Linked DNA regions of Gossypium hirsutum: region 1 is linked to region 2. The links are chromatin contacts, called in public Hi-C maps. All regions are on one chromosome and are shown on one strand. The core of a region is the stretch at or near the end of the contact, and the rest is flanking DNA. Distances in the headings are between cores, read along the strand shown. Region 1 has its middle 8.7 kb from the start of LOC107887268. Region 2 has its middle 3.4 kb from the start of LOC107887425.

Evidence for each region. Hi-C and Micro-C count contacts between places; a contact is called where the count stands out from the background.
Region 1: a contact with region 2 is called in a Hi-C map of leaf, with 4 times the contacts expected there. The contact joins two enhancer-like sites. A contact is called at or near these places in 6 of 34 Hi-C or Micro-C datasets (anther, hypocotyl, leaf and 1 more).

Annotation. Positions count from the first base shown.
Region 1 is chrA03:66,269,891-66,273,826 of Gossypium_hirsutum_v2.1, reverse strand. No RefSeq gene overlaps it. Among protein-coding and RNA genes, the nearest start is that of LOC107887268, 8.7 kb to the left of the region's middle. Within about 2 kb of position 1,311, at least 8 of the 9 cell types and tissues checked have an H3K27ac peak or open chromatin away from gene starts, as enhancers often do. A contact at or near this core is called in hypocotyl and leaf, where this site is marked.
Region 2 is chrA03:66,057,688-66,062,007 of Gossypium_hirsutum_v2.1, reverse strand. No RefSeq gene overlaps it. Among protein-coding and RNA genes, the nearest start is that of LOC107887425, 3.4 kb to the right of the region's middle. Within about 2 kb of position 2,652, at least 3 of the 9 cell types and tissues checked have an H3K27ac peak or open chromatin away from gene starts, as enhancers often do. A contact at or near this core is called in hypocotyl and leaf, where this site is marked.

The DNA.
Region 1 (3,936 bases), core at 62-2,561, 210 kb before region 2:
AAAGAGTAATGACATGGTGGTTGAATTGACCTCTAATTAGAATACCTCGTGGAGGGATATACTAGTCGGTGAATCATCAAAGAGTAGCTTTGAAGAAGCGAATGATAAGGAGAATATAGATATTTTAGAATGTGACATTCAAAAAACTATTGTGAATGGAATGCCTTCCATCATATTTTTTGATCGAATCCATCGGATCCTTATTCAAAGCATGCGCAATACTGTGATCTTGAAAATTCTTGGTCGCAATATCGGTTTTTCAGTGTTGCAGAATAAAATCTATTCTATATGGAAACCTTCAGCCCCTTTTCATATGATGGACATTGAGAATGGCTACTTTTTAGTCAAATTTCAAAACTATATAGACTGTGAAAAGGCTCTCTCGGAATGCCCGTGGATAATTTTTGGCCAATACTTGACTGTCCAGCATTGGACAATGGCTTTTGATCCTACTCAGGCGTTTCCAAGTGTTGTGATGACATGGATTAGATTTCCCGCTCTACCAAGTTATCTCTACAACCGCAAAATTATTACTGATATCGAAAATCTTGTGGGAAAAGTGGTCAAGCTTGACATGAACACTGATAGTAGAACAAGGGGATGTTTTTCCAGATTAGCGATGTATATTAATTTAAATGAACCTCTAGTGTCGCAAATCTTGATCAATGGTCGTGAACAAAGAGTTGAATATGAATCCCTCTCCACAATCTGCTTTCATTGTGGAAGGTATGGACATGTGGAAAGTATATGCAATTTTAAGGTTGCTGAAGCTTCGATGAGAGTGAACGGAGACTCGCCGGTGGAAGAATCGAGGTACCAAAATTTGAAGCTACTGAGAAGAAAGATGGTAACTACGATCCTTCGATGATCGTTGAAAGGAAATCTAGGCTTAAATCAATGATCGAGTTGCAGAAATCAAATGAGAATCTTGGGAGGGAAAAGGAAAGCTTCAATCTCAGTGGATTTGAAAATAGAGAATTAATTAAAGATCCAAAAATCAGGGATATATCTGAAATTCAGAAGGCTAGAGAGGAAAATATTTTAATGGAGGATCAATAGAGGAAAGTCTCGGGGTTCAAATTAATAGACAAAATAAGATTAATAAAATTGTTAGTAATGATAAAGGCAAGGAGATAGGGCCCAAATGCGGTATTAGCCCGTCCACCAAGAAAACTAATGGTCTGCTTTTGGATTCTAACAAGACCTACACTATTTCTACTGCTTCAGGACAAGGTTCAGATAAACTTTCTAATAGTTTGGTCTTAAGAGATAACTCACTAGTCCAGGCCTGGACTCTACTGGATTAGACAACGCAGGTTGAAGAGAATCAGATCCAAAAGACCCAACTGGGTGCTGATGGTTCTGGAGGTACTGACAGTGTTCTTGCTAAAACGATAGGCGCTAAAAAACAAGGTAGAGAATATCAGACCATTCCTACCGAGAAGGAATTTACTATTAATAGTTCCACCCCGTCTTTGAATGATCCGATCAAAAGTGGAAAAGCAGTTGATGTTGGTAGGCTGGACTCGGGGAAGCATTCGGCAGTACTTTTTCGTGATAAACAAAAAGTAATCCGCATAAGCAGTTCATCGTCGATAAAGGGATTTCTTGATTCGGGAAAAGGGACAAGAATCAGAGGCAAAATTAGCAAACAAAATAAGAGTCTTCAAGGCAGCAATGTGCGTTTCAAGAATCATAGTTCCCTTCGGGTTTCTTTAAAAAAGCCCATGGAGCAACTGGCTGAAAGCATTTCAAATATTTCCAAAGAGAATAATGATGATGGAATTTTTTCTAGAAAATATAGATAGATGGAGGGGTCTTCAACCCCTGGACAGTAAGGCGGTTTATTGGTTTATGAGTTTTTTCTTTTAAAATTTGTTTGAGTGGTTTTGGTTTTATTTTTGAATTGTTCTTCATTTTATTTTATTTTTATTTTTATATTTTTATTGATGAATGCTAATCTTAAAATCTTCTCATGGAATTATTAAGGCTGTGCTAGCAGGAAATTTATTCAGGCTTTTAATGAATATAATTCTGAATTTAATCCAGATATTATTTGTCTAGTTGAACCAAGAGTAAGTGGTAATAAAGCCAATTCTATTATTGACCAATTGAGCTTTAATTCCTCTCATCGGGTTGAAGCTATCGATTTCTCAGGAGGCATATGGGTTGGATGGAAGAACTTTGTTTAGGTTCATATTACTTGCAGTCATCCTCAATTTATTTCCATCCGTGTCGATAACTTTATCTTCAATAATTCTATTTTCATTTTTTTTTGTTTATGGTAGCCTTAACAGGTCGAAACGAAAGCTTCTTTGGGAAAGATTGAAAGCTGTTTCCCCATCTCAATCTATTCCGTGGCTTATTATGGGAGACTTTAATACAATTTTATCTCCCTCGGATAAGAGAAGCCCATTTAATGTTGGCAAACGTTGTGAATCCTTTGGTAACTTTGTTGACTCTTGTGCTTTGCAGGACTTAGGTTTTAGTGGACCCTCCTTCATTTGGCAAAGATGTGACACTTTTGTAAGACTTGATCGAGCATTCGTTAACTACGAATGGATGCTATCATTCCCACAGTGTTTAGTTCGTCACCTAACTCATATTAAGTCGGATCATCGGCCTATCTTACTTCATACTAACCCAAATCTTGGTGTTTCCATAAGCAGGCCTTTCAGATTCTTAGCGGGATTGACACATCACAACACTTTTCCTACCTTCGTTAAAGAGAAGTGGAAGTATTCTAGTAATATGAGTGATTCTCTTAATAATTTTACTTCTTCTATTAAAATTTAGAACATGAACGTGTATGGCTTCTTGAACTCTCGTAAACGGACTCTTATGCGCTCTCTTAATAATATTCAAAAAGCTATTGATCACTATCTATCTAGTTTCCTTTCTCAGAAGGAATTGGAAATTCGAGACGAGTTAGAGAACATTCTTGACCATGAAGACTAACTTTGGAGACAGAAGGCTTGTTGTGATTGGCTATAATTGGTAGATAGAAATACTAAATTTTATCATAACTGTATGATCAAGAGAAGGAATTTCAACCGTATTTCTTCTTTACGCATTGATAATGGCAAATGGTGTTCTGACCAGGTTATCTTGCAAGCAAAAGTTGTCGACTTTTTTAAAAAGATTTATGGTGAGACTCCTCCCACCTTAATGGGTATGCCTAAATTTGATTTTTTTAGTCTTAATCATACGAAGGTTTCTTTTCTAGAAGCTGATGTTACTAACGAGGAAATCAAAAAGGCTCTATTTGATATGGCACCTCTTAAAGTGTCTGGCAGTGATGGGTACCATGTCCTTTTCTTTCAAAGTCAATGGGATTTGCTTGGCGGATATGTGTGTCAATGGGTCAAAGAGGTTTTTGCTGGAAGACAGATTGAGAAGGATCTGAACAACACGTTGATTGTTTTAATCCCTAAAAATGAGAATCCTGAAGACTTCAGTCAATTTCGGCCTATCAGCCTTTGCTCGGTGTTATACAAGTTAGTAATGAAAGTGATTGCCAATAGGTTTAAAGTAATTTTCCCTAAGCTAATCTCTCAGGAACAAGCTGGATTTATAGTCTCGGACAACATTATTCTTGCACAAGAAATCATTCATTCTATGAGATGTAAACAAAAAGGGAGAAATTGGATGGCCCTCAAGCTTGATTTGGAAAAAGCTTATGACAGAGTTAGTTGGGATTTTATTGAGGCTTCGTTAAGTGCGGCTAGAATCCTTACCTATTTGCGAAAAGTTATCATGTCTGCCATCTCCTCCTCTATGATGCAGATCCTTTAGAATGGTGTTCCCAATCGTAAGTTTAAACCAGTTAGGGGTATCCATTAGGGATGCCCTCTGTCGTCTATCTGTTCATTCTGTGCATTGAATGGTTAGGGTATATTATTCGTAAGGATATAGAAAGTGGGAATTGGGATCCTA
Region 2 (4,320 bases), core at 1,403-3,902:
TTTATAGCTTCTTTTTCTTTTCTTTCAATATAAAATTTTACTTGTGTTTGCATCAGTAGCAAGTTTCTAGGTTTTTTCTTTTTTTGTATGAAAACGAACTATTATTATTAAATTATTAGATTAAATTCCGATGAATGACATGCCTTTGAGCGTCTTCCAACAATAAACGAAAAATACACTAGAAGGTTTAGAACACACAAAATAATTAATTAAAAGAGACAGTAATTTGAGAAGATTGAGGTTGATAGCTGCTTCCCAAAAAGACCCAAGTATCTGCGCATTTGTTCCGTGCACCAAAAACAAGCATCATAGAGTTAGAATTCATACAACAAAGGACTATTTTACACTCATCAATCAATAATAAGTTAGAATTTGAACAGGCTTTCATAAAATGTAACAATAACGTAATATCAGCTTTAATCTAAAAATTGTCGATCTTATAATCTCTAATTAATACCAGTTTATCTCTCAGTATCCAAAGTTTCACTTCTACACTAATTGTAATAGGTCTGTGACAGAAAGAACTAATCACCCCACAATCCCGATGATAACGAATAATTTTATCTGCACCTTTTTTTTCTAAATTCTCTAAAGATGATTCATCGGAACCAATAAAATCTGGAAGATTGAGATTCTTTACGGCAAGAAAAAGCAGAAAATTCTCCATAATAAAATTGACCACTTAATACACACATGCTGTAGCAGTCACTATAATTAAATTTAATTAGTACCATATATATTTTTAGTCTGTTGTGGAAGTAAGCACTAAAGTTTTTAGATATTTAAAGAAATATGTTCACTACTTGTTTCCAAATCTGTATATTTTAGTAAAAATGAAGTCTAACTTTAATTAATCTCAAATGCGTAACTTGAAACAATGACATCAATCAAATTTATTCTGTACTTAGTGTTTTGGAGGAGCATCTTAATTCGACAGAGAAATGAATTCTGGATCAACATTATATCACTATAAATGAATTGACAGCAATGACTTTGAATTATTAATTTTCATGAGGGAGTAAAGTGCAATTTTTAACTATTAAGTTTGGGATTAGTGAAACGAGAAGACCTTAATTATGAAAATAATACAAAATTCCAATTTAAAACAGTGACCCAAGGCCCAAAAGTCTTTGATCAAATAAGTGTGGAATTCAATAAAACAAGGTCAGACAGTAAAAGTGGATTTGGAATTTATAACAGGAATCGACCCTTTAACTGTGCATCTGGGCCGGGACTAGAGTTTGCTTATGGGGGAGTATGGATTATATATAGTATTTAAATCAACTTTTTAAGTTTGGTCTATTAGATCCAAAACATGGATTTAATTTTTTTTTTAAGTCTTCCTCAAGTTAAAAATTGTAAATTTAGATTCCACCCGAATTGTTAATATTTGATTTTTAGAATTATTTTATTTAAAAAATATAATGCACTAAAAAATTAAAATAAATATGTTCTAATATATTAAAAAATATTTATGTTAAAAATACTAACATAAATATAATAAATGTTTTATTGTATTAAATTTAATTTTTAAAATATTATATTTTGGGTTAAGTTATTTAATTGGGTAAGTCTTTTTAGATTTTGGATAAGAAATATAATTTTTATTAGGTCAGTGATTTAATATATATAATTTATTATTTAACATATATAATTAATATAATTAATTTTTATAATATAATATATTCAGATAATCTTAATTAAAGCTTGACCCATTTAAAAAACAAAACTTAAATTTTATCAAACCCTCTTATATTTATCCAAATTCTCTTATTGTTCCATCAAGTCTTCAAGTTTGCGTGATTCAAGCCATGAGCAGCTCTAGCTGGGACTTCAATCTTCGTAAAAAGACAAAGCAAAAATTACAGGAGAGGGGCTTTACTGCATATCCCTCGTCATACAAAAATGAGTTATAGGATCTCAGTTAAGCCCAACTCTGTTTGGAGGCATTCTTTGGGTTTCTAAAGGACCATATCCTCAAACTTCAAACTAAATTTTTTTAGGTTACACAGTTCAACCCTTAATTATTAAAAGAAAAAGTTATAAATGAATCAAAAGGGGTTTCCCAAATGAAAATACACTGAACTTGAAACTTGGAATTAAAGTTTGCTAACATAGTTGCTGACACAGTGATAATATATTTGTATTGTATGGCATCTTTTTTACTATCCATGCAAATAAAAAGAATGGAAGTTATTGAAAGGTTTGTTGTTTGGGTTAAAAAAACCTCATTAAATTCACCTAGAAAAGGAAAAGAGAACTTTAGCTCAAATCTACACTAAGAGAATTTCATGTTACAAGATTTTGGACACTTTTATCAAGAGAGTAGATTAGATGAAAGCTGACATTCAATAGATCATGATAATGCAATATTCTTATCCTCTATAATGAATGGCCCTTTTCCGTTTTGACAGCCTCCCAAGATTTTTCTTTTTCTCTACTTCTCTGATCTTATCTTCTTGAGTAATGTTTCATAGATGCAAATAAATGCATTTAGGTGGATGCTGATATGATCCACCCATTACTCCAAAAATAACATAAAAACTTTGTAAATTGTGGTGATAATTTCTATATGTACAAAAACCTAGAGCATAGTGAGGGAGAGGGGCATCTCTAATTTAATATTTGTATGTGGGGGGCCCAATCACTTAAAAAGAGTGGACCATGGAATCTGGTTCTGTAGGTTTGAATGGTTGGTGACACGACTCTAGTTGTTTCCACAGGGAAATTAAAGTCAGACCAAATTAAGGACCATTTTTCCTGCTCCTCTCTGCCTTTTTACCATTGCCTTTGAGTCTTTAAAACCGCCCCAGTTAAGCTCTGCTGGCCACTTGGACATGTGCTTTCCCTTTGAGGAATCCTCAATTATTAGGACAATAACCCTCTTGATTGCTGGTTGTTCTGATAAACATCACTAGCAAGGTCTCATTTAAGGAGAAAAAAACAATCCCAAAAAGGAAGATGGATAAAAAACTGTAGTAACTTTATTCCTGCTTATCTAAATATTTCTCTGATGGCGAAAGTATTGCAGCTACACATATTGAAAGTTTGCTAATTTTTAGCTCGTTGAGTTGCAGTTGAAGAAAGTAACTATTAATAGTAAAAATGGAGATGAATACTAAACTTTGTTTACGTAATAAATAATAAAAATAAGTTGTGATTTAAGTTCAACTCACTCGTCAAATTGCAACATCATTCTTATACTTTGAGCGAAATCAATCTCATACTACAACTTTCCACTTGAAAGCTTAGATGTAAACTGGTGAACACAAAATATTTTACTTAAAATTTAACAATTCCTAATTGAGCAAATAAAGTAATCTCACCTTCTTACTTAAATAAATTATCTATAAATATAGATAAAAGGCTTGTTCAATTACAATCAATATCAATAACTAATTCCACTCAAACTGAAACAGTCATTAAAATATTTCCAATAAAGTGTATATTCGGTAGAAATCTTCTTGCCATCAAATTCTTTGAAAAACAAATATTGTATTCAAGGGAACTTAGATTGTAATGAAAGATTGAATCCCTTGGCTTAATTTTTTCATGTAAAGACTTCACTAATGAGTTGTTAAAAGTCTTCAAAAATCAATAATTAAAGGTTGAAACAGTAAATCATACTTTGAACACTAAAGATATATAATTTTATTCAATGTACCTACTAATGTTCAATATGCATAGTACATGACTTTAGTTAGTGTAATCATATAGTAAATCCATTAATCTTTTATGCGGTAATGAAGGTAAAAAAATTTCAACAATTGAGTATTCCTTAAATTACATTAGGCGTTGCAGCTAACAATTATAATTGGCATAAATTCATACACCACAATCAGTCGAAATTTAAACAGCATTCATCACTATCATATATAGTTGGCATTTTGCAAGTCTACAAAGCTGACATAAACAGAAAAAAGAAACTTGAATCAAAGCTAGATTCCATTCCAGAAAGCTAGAATTTTCATATAAAAGAACATGACTTTTAATATTTGTACTTAAAACATGCAACAAAGTTTGGGGGGTGGAGTGACGCGGTGAGTGGAAGACTATTTAGTATTGCAAGTGATAATAACAGAAGTTGAAATTTACAAAATAGTTTCCTAAGAGTATTTCTTCTAAAAAGAAGGTTTGGAAGATGAAAATAAATAAATAAATAAATAAAGGAAGTTTAGCACGAATAACACATTGTGAGGTGTCTCCTGTCATTCTGAATGCAAAGGGTATAAAGTTGTAATGAAAATGATTAAGGGTTGGAATGGAAGAAATGGTCAAAATGTAGTTTCAATGGTAGAGCATTACTTGAACTTTATTGTG